4 separate regions of the Mus musculus genome follow, and all the other regions are linked to region 4. The links are chromatin contacts, called in public Hi-C and promoter capture Hi-C maps. All regions are on one chromosome and are shown on one strand. Each heading gives the region's core, a stretch centred on a gene start, on an enhancer-like site or on the middle of the called end of the contact. The rest is flanking DNA. Distances are from core to core; before and after follow the strand shown.

Region 1 (5,007 bases), core at 1,797-4,296, 4.3 Mb after region 4:
CAAATGTGTTGGGGCGGGTAAAACAAAGCCAAGTGGTCTTTGCAGCTAACCTCTTTTGAAAACTAGAAGCTGTACGGGAAACGTCATGAAGAAACCACGTTTGAGACATGTGTCTCTAACCACAGTAGGCAAACGTCCCAGGAGGACTGGCTGTCTGGCAGAGACAACTAAGGCAACACGTGTTTCCACGTGCACTCACCCTGGATCCAGTGCACCCCTGTGTTTACATGATGGGCCATGCCCTTGGCCACTTCTATCATTTGGGTGAAAGTAAACAGTACGTAGCACCTGACAGCGTTAGGTTTGGAAGGGTTCTCAAGCAAACGGAGCATTGTGCATGAAGTGCCTGGCAAACAGAGAGAACCCAATACATGCTGGCGTTTTAAAAATTCTGCACTTGCACTGGACGAAACCCAGAAATAGCAATGAAAGCAGCTGTTGTTTCCAACCTGGGAGGCCCCGTCGGAACCGTTTTATTCAAACTTACAAGAGGACAGAGTTGTATTGTATTGTGACTTGCAGGATGAAAATACTGTTGGACTTCAGTGTAATTTTATCATGCTACCTTTGTACCAGCTAGCATTGACTTTAAAATCAGCCATCTTGGGTGGACTTCCTGCTGGTTTTTAGCAGATTTATAAACAAAGTACCTATTTTTCCTATACTGCTTTTCATAGGTGCATGGGAAAGGTAGGGAGGTTTCATGACACAAGTGTCCCCAAATGACTGTCCCATGTGATAAGTATTTTTGGGAAATCCCTATGACAACAAACACATGGGAGTTCTTATAAACTGTAAGACACCTACAGGACACGTGGAAAACTGAGTCTCATTCATATCCAGACACTCTATAAACTAGGAGGGCACCCCCTGGGGGGTTACTGACCCTCAAAGAGAATAACAATGAAGGGTCACAAAGAAATTAAAAGGAATTTAATTTTTAATTTTCTTTTTAAAACGGTGGCTTGTCTTTAAAAGTCATGGTAAAAAGTGAAATAGCTGCCGAGCGTGGTGGCACATGCCTTTAATCCCAGCACTCGGGAGGCAGAGGCAGGAGGATTTCTGAGTTAGAGGCCAGCCTGGTCTACAAAGTGAGTTACAGGACAGCCAGGGCTACACAGAGAAACCCTGTCTCGAAAACAAAAACAAAAACAAAAACAACCCTTTTTCTTCAGTACTCAAAAGTTGACCTGTGCTAATCTGCTAACCTTTTTTGAAAGTGTATGTATACACACACACACACACACACACACACACACTCACTCACACGTTTCATTTTAGAGGATTTAAAGATTTGCTTTTATATTGCTTTTATATTAATTACAGCATATAACTCTCTCCACTCTCCTTCAAATTCATGGCCTCTCTTTTCTCTATTCTTCTCTCATACATCCTGACTGCAACCTCCCCTCCCTCCATCCTTCCTAGCCCCTTTCTAGCCCCTGGCCTCAACCTCCCCTCTCCCCCAGACTTACTGCCCCTCTATTTCTCTTCAGGAAGGAGCAGGCCTCCCAGTGATATCCACCAAACAGGGCATAACGAGATGCAATTAGATTAGGCACAAACTGTCTTTCTTTTACCCAATTGTTCTTGGATTCAAACATGCATTTGCATATACACATATATTTCCAAATACAACCTGTAGAGGCCACATACTGTTTCTTGTATGCATGTTTTCAAGGGCTGACCATTTGGCATAGGCCAATTGGAAATACACTTCTTATTTCTGTTCTTTCCGGAAGCTATCCTTTCTTTTTAAATTCTTACTGGGTCTACCACTACCTAAACTGGACTTTATATAATAATGAAAACTTTCTGTAGGAGTGCCACATGTGGCACTCCTACAGAAAGTTAGGCTTGTGGCTAATTAGCAATGGGATTTAGGATTGAGAGGGCATTTACAGTGGTAAGGAAAATGGACTCAAGGTGATGTGTAACGAAGAGGCATAGATGAAAGTGAATTATAGCATTTCCATGGGATTTCATCCCATTTTCAGAGGATTGCCTTCCTTTTTAGATACAAGTGCTCGGTAATTATTGTCCAAACTGTAGTTATGTGCCCTATAACAATACTTTTGGTATAAAATTCCTAATATCTAGTGATGTTAGTTACCGAGACATTTTGTGTAGTGTTCGTGGTGATGCTGTCAGAAGCCCTCTGTTTCTAGCCCTCTTGTATATATTCAATGATATACAGTACATAATACTAGTTACTCAATAGTAAGTAACTGTTGTTAGTTTCTGCATAATCTATATCTTTCATGACTTAGGGGAGTATTCACTATTTTCATGCGGTTATTTTCATACTAGTGATCAACCAGCAGCTCCAATAGATCTGGCACTATTTCAAATCACCTGTTCACCTTCCTCTCTCCAATGCCTTTTCTTTCTATTCATGCAAACTATTCTTTAACAGCAATTATTGTTCTTTTCTGCTAGGAAACCGTGTTTTCTTTAGTTACTGGAGGATCAGAACTTTGGACCTCAGATGCTCCTGGAAAAGGAGCAGACTACGAAGACACTAATCATACCAGTGGCCTGTGTTAGTCACCAAGCATCATCTCATCCTGCTTGCTTGTTGCGTAGTAGGTCATCAGTATTTGTTTTATGAATAAAGTATGAATAAAGGGAAGTCGTCAGTGTGTAAAAACAAGAGGCCTTCCATTACTTGAGTGTGCAGTAGCACGTCTCAGTAATACTTCATGAACTAAACCCGTCATCTTGACTTCTTTGGACCAGAATGAAATTCTAAGCAAGCCTTCCCCAGTCAATTCCACTTAAAAGCTTCTTTTCCTTCCGTTCGACAACAATGATTGCCCCTGCAGATGAGGCACATGGCCACCCACTTCCCGCCTCTTCATCAGCCTCGGCTGCCCGTCGTCCCCGCGGGTTCCAGAGCCCCATCCCCGTCCGTCACAGAACCGCGCGTAAATCCGCCCTCTCCTTCGACCCCCGCCACCCGCTCCAGCTTCCGCCTAGCTCGCTTTTGGGACAAATGATGCAAAAGAAGCTCCGCTTCCGCGTCGGCGGGGGCTGTGACGTCACCGCGCCTTGACGTCAGGCCAACGTGCAGCGCGGTCGCCCGGGAGACCAGGGAAGCCGTTTTACACCCTGCGGAGTCCCGGGCTAGGTGAGGGTCATGGCCTTCCTCAGTCCTCAGAGGACCCGGTCGGCGGGGACACAGTTCCGGCGCAGAGACTGGCGGCGCGGGACTGCGGGGCGGCGGGGGTCGGGAGGAGGAAGGCGGGAAGGTGGGGCGGCCTCTCGGCGCCCCAGGCGAGGCCTGGGCCAGCGCAGTCCGGTCGGGCGGTTAGTTTCCTGCAGTGACCTCCTGCTCTCTTGCCCCCGACCTGCCCTTCGGTGAATCACGCCCCCGGAATGGTACTTGAGGAAGGGCCTGGAAGCAGAACCTGAGTTAATGACCGGGCGTGACACCGGTGTAAGAATCGGAAATGAACCACCAAGGGCATTTCTGCGTTTAAGAACACGCACGTCTATCTCGTGACCAGTGTCACAGAGAAGGTTCTCAAACGCACGTAGCAGCGGCCACGTACCTCTGTACTTTTGCCAAGGACAGTTTCCACATATATAATGGGAAAGACCAAAAGGAACTTGTTTGGTTAAAATACTGAATGGGTAACTTAAAAATCACGTTTTCTTCTGCTAAAGAGCAAACAGCCCTACACTTCTTGAAAAGCGGAATTATATGTGGATTCTACTATTCTTTTCACGAGTAGTCACATCTTTATAAAGACCCAATGGACTTTTCTAATCGGCTTACAAGCTGTTTCTTAAAATATAGGCAATAACAAAAATAAACGTTAAAGAAAGTAGTACCCTTCTAGTCACCTTGGGAATTTTAGGTGCCCACCTCTTAGTTGTAATCATCAGCATGCATTGCTTAGCAGAAAAGCACCTAGTTATTACAGTCTGCACTCACAGTTTACATGGGTTTACAATAAAGTGTCTTTATATGAGGACAAGTTACACATGTTCTTGGGACGAATCCAATGAATGTATCTTGCCTGTAATCTTGTTACTATGTCTTGTGCGATGTGCATTGACATCAGTTTCTCCTCCACTTCGTTTTAGAGGTCTTTCAAATTTACCAGGGTGCTATTTTTAAATTTTTCTTTCATAGCCAGAAGCCTGCCACTTCTGGTGACATAGTAATATGTTAAGAGTAGTCACAGCGAAGGCATTAAATAATAAACATCCCACTGGTACCTTGAATTTATACGTTATTTAGGTCCATGCTTGCTAATACTTTTGTGGATGGCACTTTAAGAGGAGATATAGTTGGCTGTATAAGGGAAAAATATTCCTGTGGAGCCCAAGATACTATCATTTCCATTCACCAATGATGGCTTAACTGAAGATAATGCCTTCTGGTTTCTTGCCATGTGACTATGACAGTATATGATTATGTACTTGGTCACTTGGACCCATGTCCACATAATTACCATTACTCCCGTGGTTGGCCTCAGTTAATATTACCAAGCACACACGTGGGAAGACAGCTCACTAGTTTTGTTTGTTTTAAATAGTAGCTTATTGAAATGAGGGATATTTTGGGCTAACACAGGGTTGAGGAATCTCTCCTCCACTGATGGTTGCATAGTTTACAAAAATAACACCAGCATTATTTTTTCCTTCACTCTCTTGCCCCTAATTTAACTCAATCTTAGGAAGCCTTTGCTGATTTCCCATCCCCCACCCAAAAGATAGGTCATTATCCTCTCTTGACTCTCACATTGCCTGTGTTCTGCAGACACGGGCCTTAGACCATCTTTTCTGCTGTGGAATCTGTGTTTCTTTCACTTGAATCTGTTCCACTCAACCATTCTGGCCTTGACATCTTCTACCTCTCTCTCTCTCTCTCTCTGACATTTGGTTAGTACAAATCCATGTGTGTATTCATGTTCATAGGCACACCTGTGTATGCATGTTTTTGTATGTGTGGAGGCTGGAGTTTGATGCCCAGTGTCTTCATCACTCTCTACCTTA
Region 2 (4,521 bases), core at 309-2,808, 3.7 Mb before region 4:
GTTGTCCAGGTAGAGCTGAAGCAATAATTTGTTTAGTTCTTCAGAGAATCCCAGAACAAAGACAGAGTCTTGGAAATCCAGTTCAGAAATCTAAAGGTAAATTGAGTTCAACAGAACACTGGAATTTATCTTTGTCTAGTAAATGCTAAACCATTTCTACACACACAAGTACATTATATCCTCTAATTCTATTTAGAACATTCCTTAAAGACCCACCATTCTGAAATCCAAGTTACTAATATACAAAATAACCTTATTAAAATAGGAAAGAAATTAAGATGCCTAATTTTATTTAATATTTTTCCATCAAGCCAGATAATGACTGCTGATACATTTTTAAAAATGCAATATTTCATTCTCCCATCTCCTGACATACATGGGTGATGGCACATGATGCAGAAATAGAGACAATTATAATTTAAACCGGCAAGAGGAATTCATATTAGATAACGCCAATAGCACTGTTTTGGTATACTGCACAAATTCGATTATGAGTTAGAAATATTGTAATAGGCGCCAGTTTGAAAGGATCTGGGTGATACAATACAGCTCTCAGAAGTCTTACCATAAGCTTTGAGCTCTCGGTGAGGAGATACGTTAATCCTTCCACACCATGCTGGATAGTGTCACTACTCACGTTCAGTTTTCCTAAGGTGGTGGTGGTGGTGGTGGTGGTGGTGGTGGTGGTGGGGTGGTGAAGAAATAAACAGATTATCAATTTGTTTAAAAATAAACACATTCAATTGCTCTGTTTTCAAACTATACAATAAAAATGAGTTAAGCGGAGACTACTGTTCCTTCTTAACCCACTCCACTAACAGGGGCCTTGGCTATTTCCCTCCAAGTCAGCCTAACAAAACACAAACCTGTGAACAGACACACAAAGCCCCTTCAACCCAGGCAGAAGGAGAAGTCAGTAGAGATGTTCTTAATCTCAACCACCACCACCACCACCCCCCCCCCCCCAGCTTAGAAAAAAAGCAGTTTCTGGGTAGCAAATGTTTACTAAACACTTCGATGACAGTTCCACTTCTTCAGCATGCGGTATTTTATTAAGCACCAGAATATTTCTAAAAGGCAGGTGGCACTGTATTCATTTTAAATATGAAGATATTTGTTCCACACTAGTTATAAAAGCGCGCAGCTCCTTGCAGTGTGCGCCTTGACTGACTGCTCTGCGGGGTTTTAAGAGGAACAAGGAACAAGACCCTAGGACCTGCAAAGACTCCTGCGGAGAAAGAGAATGGATCGCACTCTCCAGCTCCACAGACAGAGCCCGTCCTCCCCCTTTCTTACTGGCGGCGCCTTCGTAGATCTTCGGGTTTGAGCCCCGTCGGAGGAACTCCACGGCGATCCTCCCGAACTCGGCGACCACTGCAACGGAAGTCAGCAGCAGGCTGTGAGTGCCGGGCTGTCCCCCGGGTTGTCCCCGCCGCAAGCACCCCGCAAGCACTAACTTACCTGCAGTGTCCACTTGCGGCAGGAAGGCCAAGTGCTCCTTGTGCTCCTCGGACAAATCCAGCAGCATTTTAGCGGCTCTTCAGACTTTGCCACCCGGCGCCGGCCCCGCCCTCACCACTTCCGACCTCTGTGCAGGCAAAAAGAAGTTCCGGCGGGCGTCGCGGTACAGCCCATGCTTTGGGTTCCGGTTGCTGGCAGTCCTAGGAGCACGGTATCGTCCGGTTCACTCTATAGGAGTGAAGGTAGGCAGTGAACGCTGGTTAAAAGAGTTGAAGGTACAAGTCTTCCACTCATTCATGAGCCATCCTGCAAAAGTGTAATATGTAGTGCTGGAGAGATGGTGGTTAAGTGGTTAAGATCTCTTGTTGCTCTTGCAGAAGAACCAGATTCGGTTCCAGTACTCACGTTCTCAACCATCACTAACTCTAGTTTTGGGTATATAACACTCATGTATATGTATATGTATGTGTATGTGTATATGTGTATATGTATATACATATACTCATGTATATGTATGTGTATGTGTATATGTATATATATGTGTATATATATGTATATATGTATACGTATATTACATGTATATATACATAAATATATATGTAGTGACTATTTTGTACACTCCACAAATACCTTGAAGAAACTACACTATGACTACACTATGAGCAGAGGTCTTTGCATTAATTTCTGAAGATACAGCCCCAACTAGGGTAGTTTTGAACAGTTTGTGTAGGACTTTGTGTTATCACAAGCCTTCATGATCCCTAAATAAGCCTGTGAACGTGTCCACTTAGGCAAGAAAGGGAGCACTTTCTTAGTACAAAAGGGAAGATGCTAACCAAACATACCTTTGTTTACATGTGAGGTTTGCTTCAAATGGTGCAAACACCATTTCTTCAGATTTAGAAGCTGGCTGCTCAGTTCATGAGCAGGTAGGGATAGACACACCCTACACTGTATCCCTTGCTGCTACAACTTTGGACTCAATAAAAGGCTTCTCTCTAGGGGTCTTTTCTTGCCCACTTCTGGAAGCAGATACAGTGCTATAGCAGCAATGATAAAAGCAGCCATGTGGCAGCAGCTGCGACAGCTGAGCATTCTGAACATCAAGCCATAGAAGTGACAGCACAGCCTGACTCTTGCCAGCAGAAGAGGGAGAGCTGAGAGGCGGGGAACGTAAAATAACCAGTTTCTTAGGAACTGAAGAGGGATAGAAGATGGTAAAGATTCAAACAGACTGGGTGGGTAAGATAGCTGAGTGGGTAAGATAGCTCAGTGGATAAAAGCTGCTTGCTGTGAAGCCTGAAGACAAGAGTTCAACCCCTGGAACCCTCACGGTAGAAGAGAAAACCAACACATATGAGTTGTTCTCTGACTCACCAACGTACACTGAGGCACATGTGTTCACATATTAACTCACTCCTCCCCTCTCTCCCTTTTCTCACTCTCTGTCTCTTCCTAATGTCATAAAAATTATTTTAGAAATAATCAAAGAGTTCTTGAGTTCTAGGGAGCCAATGTTTTCAACTACCCCAGGCCCAGGAACTACACAATTGTCTATCACCAAGGGGTGAGGAATTGGATACCTGCCTATTTAGTATCTTCAGTGCTGGCTACTGCCCAAGACTAAGATATCTTGATTTTTTTTTTACACCTATAAAAGAGTCTTGGTACTTACTGTAGACCTATACAAGAGCCATGAACCTTGTAGAAGTAAGGATTCCACTACCAATGTTAGATTTCTGAAGTAGCACAACATTAGATTTCCGAGGCAGCTTAAAGAAACAGCTTATAGAGGCAGGAAATAGACCAGTCTGACCTCAACGGATGGAACTCTTTATTTCAAACAGAAAGGGCAGGCACAGGATGAAGGCAGTGTCTGCAAAAGGAAAAGGGGGTGCTTGGGCTTATGTAGGCAGTTTGGGAATGCAACTGCTAGGGCTACAGGTAAGCCTGTAGTTTCTCCCTCCTGGAGCTGTTTATCCACACAGGTCTGTTTATCTTTAGAAACTCCCTTGCCTGGCTATCAGGATGCAAGGGCAGAGTGGGCAGATGAGTTTGGAAATGGCAGTGAGGAGGGAAGAACTGGAGGGTTTTGTTTTATTTGTTTTTGTGGTCTTCTGAGACAGGGTCTCTCTTCATTGCTGCCTGGAACTTCTTCTGTAGAAGGGCTGGCCTTGAACTCAGAGGTCTGCTGGCCTCTGCCTCCTGAGTGCTGGGATTAAAGCCATGCACCACCATGCCTGGCAAGAGGTTGGAGTTTCAACATAGTGGCAGGGGATTTCAGCAAGCTTTAGGGGAGAAAAGCTCTTTAGTCAGGGTCTGGCGCTGTTTGTTCAAGGTCTATTCCAACACTAAGGCTTGCCCAGGGATCATAGCACTTGCAGGGTTAGGAATGTTACTATCAGAAATCTGCACAGGAGATGTAACCGTAGAGGCTACCACCTGCTACCGGGCTCATCTGCTGCTGCCTTCTGCCGTCCAGGGTTATAAAGCTCACCAGAGGCTAGCACTGGAACAACTTCTTGTTTCCTACCTGGGATTTCTGAGGAGGAAAGGAGGCCTCTGGCCAGCTGCTTGGAAACATTTGAACTTGTTTGTTAGGCCTTGAAGCAAGTGTTAGGGAGGCATGTCAAATGAGATCTCCTTTCTGTTGTGGTGGAAGTGTGAAATTGCAAAGGCACCTAAAAAACTCTTAAACAAGTTCTTTCAATGATAATTTTGTACTTACCTTATAATCAAGTAATTCCGTTCCTAGGTATTTAATGCTCCCCACCCCCCAAACACCGAAAACAGATATCCAGAAAACACTTTGACAGTACTGTCCAAAAATGCTTTATTCATAATATCTCAGAAATGGTGACAGTCTAAATTTCTATGCATGATAGTAGATGATATGATACATCCACAAACAGAATTCTAACTACTAAGGAAGTAATAAAAAAAATGGAGCACTGGGTGGAGTCTAACAGCTCATCCTTATAATTCCTAGCACCTGGGAGGCTGAGACAGAAGGATAGCCACAGATTTTAGAGTAATTTGGACTACAAAATTAGTTCCAGG
Region 3 (4,837 bases), core at 1,847-4,346, 3.6 Mb before region 4:
GGGCTTTTGGTTTGCATGAGATGAATTAGCAAAAAGTGATAGAAGTTCTTTAGAATTTTTTTCTCTATGGAGAGCCGAGCAGTCTGGAGATCTCTGGAGAGCAACAGAGCTCTTCAGAAATTTTTCTTAACAGGATTCCTGACTCGGTCGGAAGATCCAATAATTTTTATAGCAGCTTTTCTGCATTTGGTTAGAAAACCCATGAGCTAACCAGATAGCATTTAGAATTTTTACAAGCAGAGAGAGCTGTCTCAACCAGAGAGTTTTTAGGAACGCAAGAAAAAGCTGTCCAGACACACACACATACACACACACACACACACACACACACACACACACACACACACACATACAGAGAGACACAGAGAGAGAGAGACAGAGACAGAGAGAGAGACAGAGAGAGAGACAGAGAGAGATAGAGAGAGAGAGAAATCTGGAAAGCCAGCCAGCTTGGATTCTTTACATTGCTCCCAGGCACCCTTCTCTCAGAATTCCTCTCCATGCCAGGCTGGTCTTTGGCATCTCTATATATCTATATCTATATCTATATCTATATCTATATCTATATCTATATCTATATCTATATCTATATCTATATCTATATCTATATCTATACCTATACCTATACCTATACCTATACCTATACCTATATCTATCTATATACATATGAATGAAAATAAGAGGGTTATTTGATGGCTATATTTGGTTCTCATCTTGACCACATAAGGAGTTAACTAAAACCCCAAAATGGAGGGCACACTTGTGAAGAACTTTTGCTTAATTTTAAGTACCAAGATACATTTCTAATCCAGAACTTTGAGGTAGGAAGACAAGCCTTTAATCAAGATCTTTTAGTTGGGAAGATACATCTTTAAAACAGATCTTTTGAGGTGGGAAGACCCTCCTCTTACCTGGGCTACACCTTCTGCTGGAAGCCTATGGAAGGACAGGGGAGAAGGAAGCTTTTGCCCTTTGCTTGCTTGCTCTCACCTTGCTAGTGAGTCCATTCCTACACTGGCGTTAGAGCCTACTTAGGGATCCCAGTGTGTACAGTTGAGCCTACTGGATTCTTGGACTTTCTATTCATAGGCAGCCATTATTGGATTAGCTAGACAGCAGCCTTTACATCATTCTAATAAATCCCACATATATTGATATATTCATATATGTTCATTCTATAAGTTCTGTCACTTTAGAGAACCCTGGCTAATAAACCCTTGAAACCAAAGGCCCAACTAAACATTTGCTTTTATAAGTTGCCTTGGTTATAACACACAGTCATAGTAAATAAGACAGTCTTATGTTTCCTAGGCTGGCTTTGAAGTGGCTACAAAGCTAAAGAGGCCCTGTAACTTTAGATCCTCCTGAGTGCTGGAATTTTAGGCCTATTCCATCACATCCAGATGATTGGATTTTAGGAGGGAATAATTGGTGTTTTTTTTTTCTTATCATCATATACTCTATTAAAATTTTCATGCTCTCGAAAAAAAGACAATTGAAAATATTATTTTCCACTCTATCTTCTAATTTGCCTTCATTCAATACAAGGGATATATATATATATATATATATATATATATATATATCACCATTAGTCTGCCCAAGTGCAACACAAATACATTACCTTGCTTATTTCTGAGAGAACTATATATTTACCATGGATTACAGAGCAGACTGAATACAGAAGCAAAATGTTCTCTTCTTAAGAGTTTCTATTTAAGGAATTAGCAACTGGCTTTATTTTTTGTCCTTAAAAAAACTTTTATATTATGGAAGAAATCTAATTTAATATAGAAAACCATTTTGAGAGAATTTAATTAAAGATGCATCAAAAGATATAGCACCTCTCTGTATAGTACTCTAGCCTTCATAACAATATTCCCAATCTCGACCTTCATGACTTTGTCAAAGCACAGTTATATAGTTGTGAATGTCTTCTTCCCAATACATGAAAAATACATTAACTATACAATTATGGGCTATGCAGCTGAAAATGTTTTTGATGGTCCTTATTATTCTAATCTGATTCTTTTTTGTTCCCTCCCTTTTCTGTAACCCAGAGTCTAGTGCTTGCTAGGCAAGTGCTCTGGGTGCTGACTGTGAACTCAATCTTCAATCCCTTACATTTGTTTTCTTAAATTGCTTGAGTGGTATTTAGAGTAGATTCTAGTTTAAAAGGCACAAGAAAAAAGAATAGGAAATCTTTCTATTCTTGTTCCCCACCTACTTAGGGCTCCTGAAGCAAACGAGGCTATAAACAACTTACATTCCTGTAATAACTCCCCCCACAACCAAAATCCAAACATGTTAATTAAATATTTGATGCCAGTATGGGCCTCAAAGATGCTTTATTAGGGCCAGTTCGATTAGGGCATGTCAGAATCTTTGCATCAAACCGCATTAAAAACAAAAGGCAGTAGTTTAGGAGCTGTTAATGTTGATGGCCCAATAGGTCATTTCAATCCAAGAACTCTGCTTTTTCAGACTAGGGGGTGAAAAAGTATGAGAACTCAAGGGATGAGATTTTCGTTCCTCAAAAGGTGACATGGTTTTTGAAAGGCTGTTTTGAGGACTGAATCGCGTGGTTGGACTTTGGCTAGTCAAGCAGTGAGCTGATCAGCCCGGCTCCCTGCCAGGCCTCGTGGTTCTTGCATAAACCTCGGGCGGTTAGTTCTAACCCGACCTGGATTCCAGCGCAAGGCGTCACCCGGAGTTCCCCGCCCTCATCGGCCCTCTCCCGGGAGGGTGCAAGACACTTCGCGGCTCTTCGGCCTCGGATCGCTGCGGGCCACTCAGACACACAGCCTTCGCTAGGGCCTCACTCTGCAAGCCAATCATCTGCGGATCAGGCTGGGGCAGTCCAGGGTGGCTTCTCCACCGCACCCAGGGCTTCCAAAAGCCGTCCCTCCCTCATCTTCCCCGTTCCTAATAGGGATGATGTATCACGCGGTTCAGAACGACACTCAAAAACTGGGCAATTCTCCCAACCCAGCAGAGGCAGGCTGCGCGACTCCGCGAGAGGGGCGGGGCCGTGACGGGCAACATCACAGCCCAATAATATTTCTTTACCTCCGAGTATGGGCCAATGAGGCATGGGAGGCGGGACTTCCGCTTGCCCGCTGTTGTGGTCCCTTCTCCGACTTGCTTGGGTAGGGGCTCAGTGCGGATACTCAGTCATGAAGTCCGGGTAGCGACTTCTCTTGGGTGGCCGTGAGCCTAGGTTCCGGGGGCGGACTTCAGGTAAGAACCAGCGTGGCTCCGCAGCGGTAGGCGGGGGTTGTCGGGCCTGGCCGGGAGAACACACCCACTCCGGCCTGGGTGCGGTAGCCCGAGGTGGGGACGGTCGGGCTCCTCTGCTACGTGCAGTGACAGCACAGGCCCGTGCGGGAGAGGAGTCCTTAGCATCCCATCCTGCGGGCTGGTAGATCTGAAGTTGTCGGGCTATGGATTTTGCTTCCCACGGCCCCTTCCAGAGGTCCCCGTGGCCTGGAAAGATACTTGGAAGACTTCTCTAGTCCAGGACTTGCCTCTTAAGTCCTCGGCGAAAATACTCTCGGGCTGTTTTGTCTTTAAAAAGAAGAAGAAGAAAATCTCATCGCTTGCTTCCTTCCTTTTCTCACCCACTCCCCTTTCCTTCCGTAAAAGCTCAGCTCACAGGCTTGGACGTGACCTTGCTAGGGCCACATACTGCCTTTTTTTTTTTTTTTCCTACCCAATGTTGGAAGTCCGAACTTTTTTGCAAGGACGCTTATTGAATTGATCTGCCCCTGAGAGGGAAACAACTTTGCTGCATGTTCTCTGCTTGCTTATGGTCAATTGCCCTATTTTCTTCTAATCTGGCAGTAGTTAATTTCCATAACTCCCATTTTAATCTTCAATTTCAGCACCGTGGGCAGCTGCTATAGGCTGATGTCTGCCCCAAACCTGCCTGGATTATACTGTTTTCTACCAGTGATGCAGCAGTTCCAGTGGAAACTGCGTTCCTTTCAGCAGTGCCCAGAAGACAGCTGCACTTTCTGATACAATACAGTAAAGTGGCCGTGCCTCCCAAGAGCCAGTAGAGACAGGCTATTTAAAGATTTAGGGAAGAACTTTTGAGAGTTTAATTGGCCACAGGGTCATTGTTTATTTATTTGAGACATGGTCCTTACATGTAGCCCAGTCTGATCTCAGACTTCCATTCTTTTGCCTCAGCTTACTCAGTACTGGAATTACTAGCCATCAAGCCTTGTTTAAAGACAGTTTTTAATGGGTCAAAAAGAATTCATTTCAGAGGACTGTGGTCTTTAAATAGGAGTTGAGTGTGGAGGGCCACAGGGATTCATTAATAGACTTTTTTCTTCTTTTTATAATCTATGGCCATAGAGTTAATTTCAGGTATAGTTTTTTTTTTGTTTTTGTTTTTGTTTTTATGCGGGTCAAGAGGAAGATATAAAGTGTAATATTGTAGAATCAGGCAAAAAGCAAAGCAAAGCAAAACAAAAAACTGTTTCCAAAGAGTTTCAAATTTGGGAATCAGACTAGACTTACCCTCCAGTGTTGGGTGACATCAGTAAATATGGAAAGGGCTAGTGAGATGTTTGGTGAGTAGTAGAGCTGGCCCTGCAGTTCTAATGGTCTGGATTAGATTTCCAGAACCCACATAGAGGAAGAAGGGGAGAACTGACTCCACAAAGCTGTCCTCGGCTCTCCACATGAACCTTGTGGTATATGTCTTACCTCCCAAGTCATACACACACAATAAGTGAGAAAGTTAAAAAAAATGAAAAAAGGGTGAAGTTGTGAAGATTAAATGAAATAAAATATGTCTGTATCATAGTTATGCTTCCTTGAATTG
Region 4 (4,417 bases), core at 35-2,534:
CTGCCAGTGCAGTACACAGACAGGTCTCGACATCTCTCCTAGCAAGGATCTAGAGAGACTCGGGACAAGTCCAGGCGTCACCTCACATCGCCGTGCAACTGAGCGGAGCCAAGTCTTGAGACTGCCCTCCCCACCAAACAGAGCTTTGGGAAGAGGCAAGCCCGGGCAGCCCCACCTCCCCTGATGCCACGAACTTGCGGTGGCTCATTGCTCATCCCAGCCTTCTTCCTGCTAAGATCAAGTTAGGAACTTCAGGGTTTCTTAAAGACGGGGAGCAGCAATGAGCTCTAGTTGCTCTCTTTAAGGGACGGTCGTGACTGGGCTTAAAGAAGTCAGACTCCCTCCTGAACACCAACAAAGGACTATATTTAGTTTGGAGCACTCCACCTAAATTCCTTCTTTTCCCCTCTCAGCTTCAGATGCACAGGCCCGGGCAGTGGGTGGAAGGGGGCGGGGAGCAGTGGAGAAGGAACAGCTGGGCCTCCGCCTCTCCACTCAATCTCTATAAATAACCAATCCTGAGCGGAGGCGACTTTGCAGCCAATGAAGCTGTCTAAAGCGACAAAACCTCAGCAACAGCCAATGGAAAAACATTTGGGGGTGTGAGACTCACATCCTGGGGCCAATGAGTTGGGAGTCTGGGAGAGGTAATTTGAGCTGGCGTGTGGGTGTGCGGTGCGAAACCTTCCTACTTGCAAGCCCCAAACCTGCTCCTCCGACTGAGCATGCCCTGACTCGGTGCGGGAGCCACGGGGCTCGATCCACAAGCCATATTTTGGCTCTAACCAAAGGGGTGTTGGGGAGGGGGGAGACGTAGGATGACCCCGCAACTCTTGCCCTGAAGGCTGCAGCTCTCCACAGATTCCCAGCCCTAACTCCTTGTCCGGACAGGGACTCAGGTCGAGTTCTTCGTGGGAAACTGAGGAACACCGGGCCAAGTGGGAGCACGAACCTCTGCTACCTTCCGGGGCCTGAAAAATGCCCTGCAAGTGTACGATCCTGAGAGGCGCGCAGCAGCCTGAGTTCGGGGACAAGTGTCTATCCTTTAACAGCGCAAGCCGACGAAGAGGTCGCAGCCAGCTGCTGCCTGCTGTCCCCATAGGAGGCCGGCAGCCGCACAGCCCCGACCGAGGTGACTTCGGTTTGGCGAGCTTTCCACTTACAAGCACACACAAGCAAGACTGCCCAGTTCCAAGATTCGCGCCGCCCCGCCCTGCCCCGCCCAGCCCCTGTTTGCCACACCCTCTGTCACGCCCCCTCCCGATGCGGCGGAAAAGCTGGAGCGGAGTTCGGGCGGGGCACCGCGGGCGACGTACTGGGCATGCTCGGCTGGGCGGGGAGGGCTGGGCTGCGCGCGGCGAGTAGGAAGCCCTCGCCCAGCGGAGGCTGCGGGAGACAGAGGAGAGAGAGTGATGGGTCGCGGAGCTGGACGCACGTTCCGCGGGGACTCATGCCACGCGTGTCTCAGCCGGACGCCCAATTAGCAGCCGCCTCTGCAACCAGCCGCCACCTCCTCCCGGCCCTCCCAGGCTGCCGGGGCGAAGAGCTCCAGCCGTTGTCTTGCTCCGGCTGCGCGCATTGTCCTCAGGGTCCTCCGACAGGGCTGCTGCGGGGCCCGGGACCCGCGCCCTAGGGACGCGCCCCCGCTGCCGGTCGGCCTGGCGCGGGGCTCTGCTAGTCTGTTGGCGAGCCCGTGCTACCGGGCTAGTCTCGCCGGGGTTTTTCCTGCGAAGTTGAGGAAGGGGAGAAGTCCACCCGTCCGCCCAGCCCAGCCTTCCCCGGCGCGCAGCCCCGACGGGGCCGCGGCAGGCGCGACGAGGGCGCCGACGGAGCCATGAGAGAGTACAAAGTGGTGGTACTGGGCTCGGGCGGCGTGGGCAAGTCCGCGCTCACCGTGCAGTTCGTAACAGGTTCCTTCATCGAGAAGTACGACCCGACCATCGAGGACTTTTACCGCAAGGAGATCGAGGTGGACTCGTCGCCGTCGGTGCTGGAGATCTTGGACACCGCGGGCACGGAGCAGTTCGCCTCAATGCGGGACCTGTACATCAAGAATGGCCAGGGCTTCATTCTCGTCTACAGCCTGGTCAACCAGCAGAGCTTCCAGGACATCAAGCCCATGCGGGACCAGATCATCCGCGTGAAGCGGTACGAGCGCGTACCCATGATCCTGGTAGGCAACAAGGTGGACTTGGAGGGTGAACGTGAGGTCTCCTATGGCGAGGGTAAGGCCCTGGCCGAGGAGTGGAGCTGCCCCTTCATGGAGACATCGGCCAAAAACAAAGCCTCAGTGGATGAGCTATTCGCAGAGATCGTGAGGCAGATGAACTACGCGGCACAGCCCAACGGCGACGAGGGCTGCTGCTCGGCCTGCGTGATCCTGTGAGGCGCCGTCTGCCGCCGGGCGCTGGCCACGCTCTGTGCACAAAGCCAAACGCACCCGATTCTCTTAATGTGATTGTCTTCTTGCTTTGAGATTGGAGACGACTTTGTTGTCTTGGCTGGGATGTCCGAGGAACCTGGCTGACTTGTGTAGCCAGCATCCCCAGCCTTCAGCCAGGGTCTGAGAGGGTGTACGTTGCAGAGCATCTGAGACCCCGGTGGAAAAATGGCTCTATACAGCGTGTACGTTCCTCGTTGATTTTGGTTCATGCATATTTCCCCGTTTAAATAGCCATTAAGGCTCTGTATTGGCTGCTTGACACCGGCAAGCAAAAGTTTCAAACCTGAAAAAAAAAAAATGGGGGTGGCGAAGCAGAGGAAGTGAAGGGGAAGGAGGCAGTGGGGGAGGGTTCCCCTGAGCAACTGTTCATAGTTCCAAGTTTTAACACAAGGAAAGAGGTCCAAGAAAATCATATGAAGGAGCCAGAAGAGGGGACGAAACTTTTTTTCCTTGTTTTCCAGGATTATTTAGAAATTAAGACCAGGGGTTCCTTTTCTGCCAGCTTGGAAGGGCAACCCAGGGACTGATTACGATTCTGAGGATGTCTATGCAAAGTTGGGTTCTTGTTACAGTGTATCCAATCTGAAGTATTGCACATGTGAACTGGGACTGTTTAACACTGATGCCAATACAGTGTGGGGTGCCAGGAAGTGTCTGCTGATATTTGTGGGGAAAAAAAATCTATTTTGATTACCTACTGTATCAAAGGGGAGTCTGGGGGGAGAATGGTAGTATTTTTTTTTAATCAGCTGTGAAAAATGTTACAAATCTGCACATTTTTTGTGTGTGCTATTGTGTGTGTGTGTGTGTATGAGTGTAAGTATAGCTTTTTTTTTTTTTTTTTTTTTTTTTTGTGGTTGGCAGTGACAGATTTTGCTGACTAGCTTTTAAAAATACAATACAAAGACTTCGTAAATGTGATTCAGGGCGCCCAGCACCCCTGTGTCTGCAGAGTGCCTTCAAACTCAGCTGTTCCAGCCGGTGCCAACCTGTGAATTCCCACCATGTCCCAGAATCTGCTGTTCTGCTTTCCCCAAAACTACTTTAAGCATCTTCCTGAAAGAGCCAGGATGAATAGGACCTGTTATTCCGTGAATTGCTTCATTAATTTTAGCTTTTTTTTTCAATGTTAAGTCCATAAGTCTTGAATTTTTTCCCCCTTCATTTTGTTCTAATTTCAGGTTTTAGCTCTCCTTTTCTGTTGTTTTCGAAATGTCTGTTATCTGTTACAGGGTGTTCCTCCAGAGGCAAAGAGCAAAATTTTATTGTGATGTACCAAAAGAATTTTAACAAGTTGTAACTTTTAATTCCACTCATTTAGTCACTGTCTCTTCATTTTAAGACTTTTAATACAACTGTCATTTTTAAAGAAACCCCAAACTATTTGTGGTTTTGTGTTTCATATTCAGTGATTTACAGTCTCCGTGAATATGGTGCCAGGCGGGGAGGTGGATCGGGCCAGGTCCATGATGCCTTTTGAGTTATGTGTCAAAATTTGAAGATAGGATTATTTCTATGAAAAATTGGGTAACAATGTTTCCAAGTCTTTAAAAGTGGAGAAAAGTATCAAGGCCTAAGACTCACAGGGTATGGCCAGGGCATCTGACTGTCCAGATGAGGAAGCACTGCTCTGCTGAAGAAGAGTAATGAACTTTACTGTTGATAGCAAAGGGGCAAGTCCCCCCCTCCCCGACTCCCCCCCCACCCCCAGCTAGTAACACCCTCTTAGGCCTGGGAAAGCAAAGTGGACCTGGCAGAATAACTAACAGGGGCACTTTCTATTTGTCTTGGTTTGATGTTGTCTGTTTATGTCCCACACCGAGTCAGAAGTGATCTTAACTTTGATCTCACACACCCTGCCCTCTACAACGTATGGATGGAATACAATTATTCTAGCCGTTATTTCAACCCTTCCAAAGTTTTTATTTGGAACCAAATCAAAGATTGAGAACAAAAAGTAAACAAGACGAAGAG

What was found. Promoter capture Hi-C pulls out the DNA fragments that hold promoters and counts their contacts. Hi-C and Micro-C count contacts between places; a contact is called where the count stands out from the background.
Region 1: a contact with region 4 is called in a promoter capture Hi-C map of pre-B cells. The contact joins the promoter of Lekr1 here to the promoter of Rap2b in region 4.
Region 2: a contact with region 4 is called in a promoter capture Hi-C map of pre-B cells. The contact joins the promoter of Commd2 here to the promoter of Rap2b in region 4.
Region 3: a contact with region 4 is called in a Hi-C map of muscle stem cells, with 4 times the contacts expected there. The contact joins the promoter of Rnf13 here to the promoter of Rap2b in region 4. A contact is called at or near these places in 2 of 484 Hi-C or Micro-C datasets (CD4 T cells and muscle stem cells).

What each region holds. Positions count from the first base shown.
Region 1 is chr3:65,663,182-65,668,188 of GRCm38.p6, forward strand. Lekr1 (leucine, glutamate and lysine rich 1) reads left to right here and starts at 3,047. Exons shown (of 13, transcript NM_001166659.1): 1 at 3,047-3,130.
Region 2 is chr3:57,650,126-57,654,646 of GRCm38.p6, forward strand. Commd2 (COMM domain containing 2) reads right to left here and starts at 1,559. Exons shown (of 5, transcript NM_175095.4): 1 at 1,462-1,559; 2 at 1,297-1,374; 3 at 566-648; 4 at 1-90. The coding sequence starts at 1,528.
Region 3 is chr3:57,732,961-57,737,797 of GRCm38.p6, forward strand. Rnf13 (ring finger protein 13) reads left to right here and starts at 3,097. Exons shown (of 10, transcript NM_001113413.3): 1 at 3,097-3,240.
Region 4 is chr3:61,363,223-61,367,639 of GRCm38.p6, forward strand. Rap2b (RAP2B, member of RAS oncogene family) reads left to right here and starts at 1,285. Exons shown (of 1, transcript NM_028712.4): 1 at 1,285-4,417. The coding sequence starts at 1,835. The coding sequence ends at 2,386.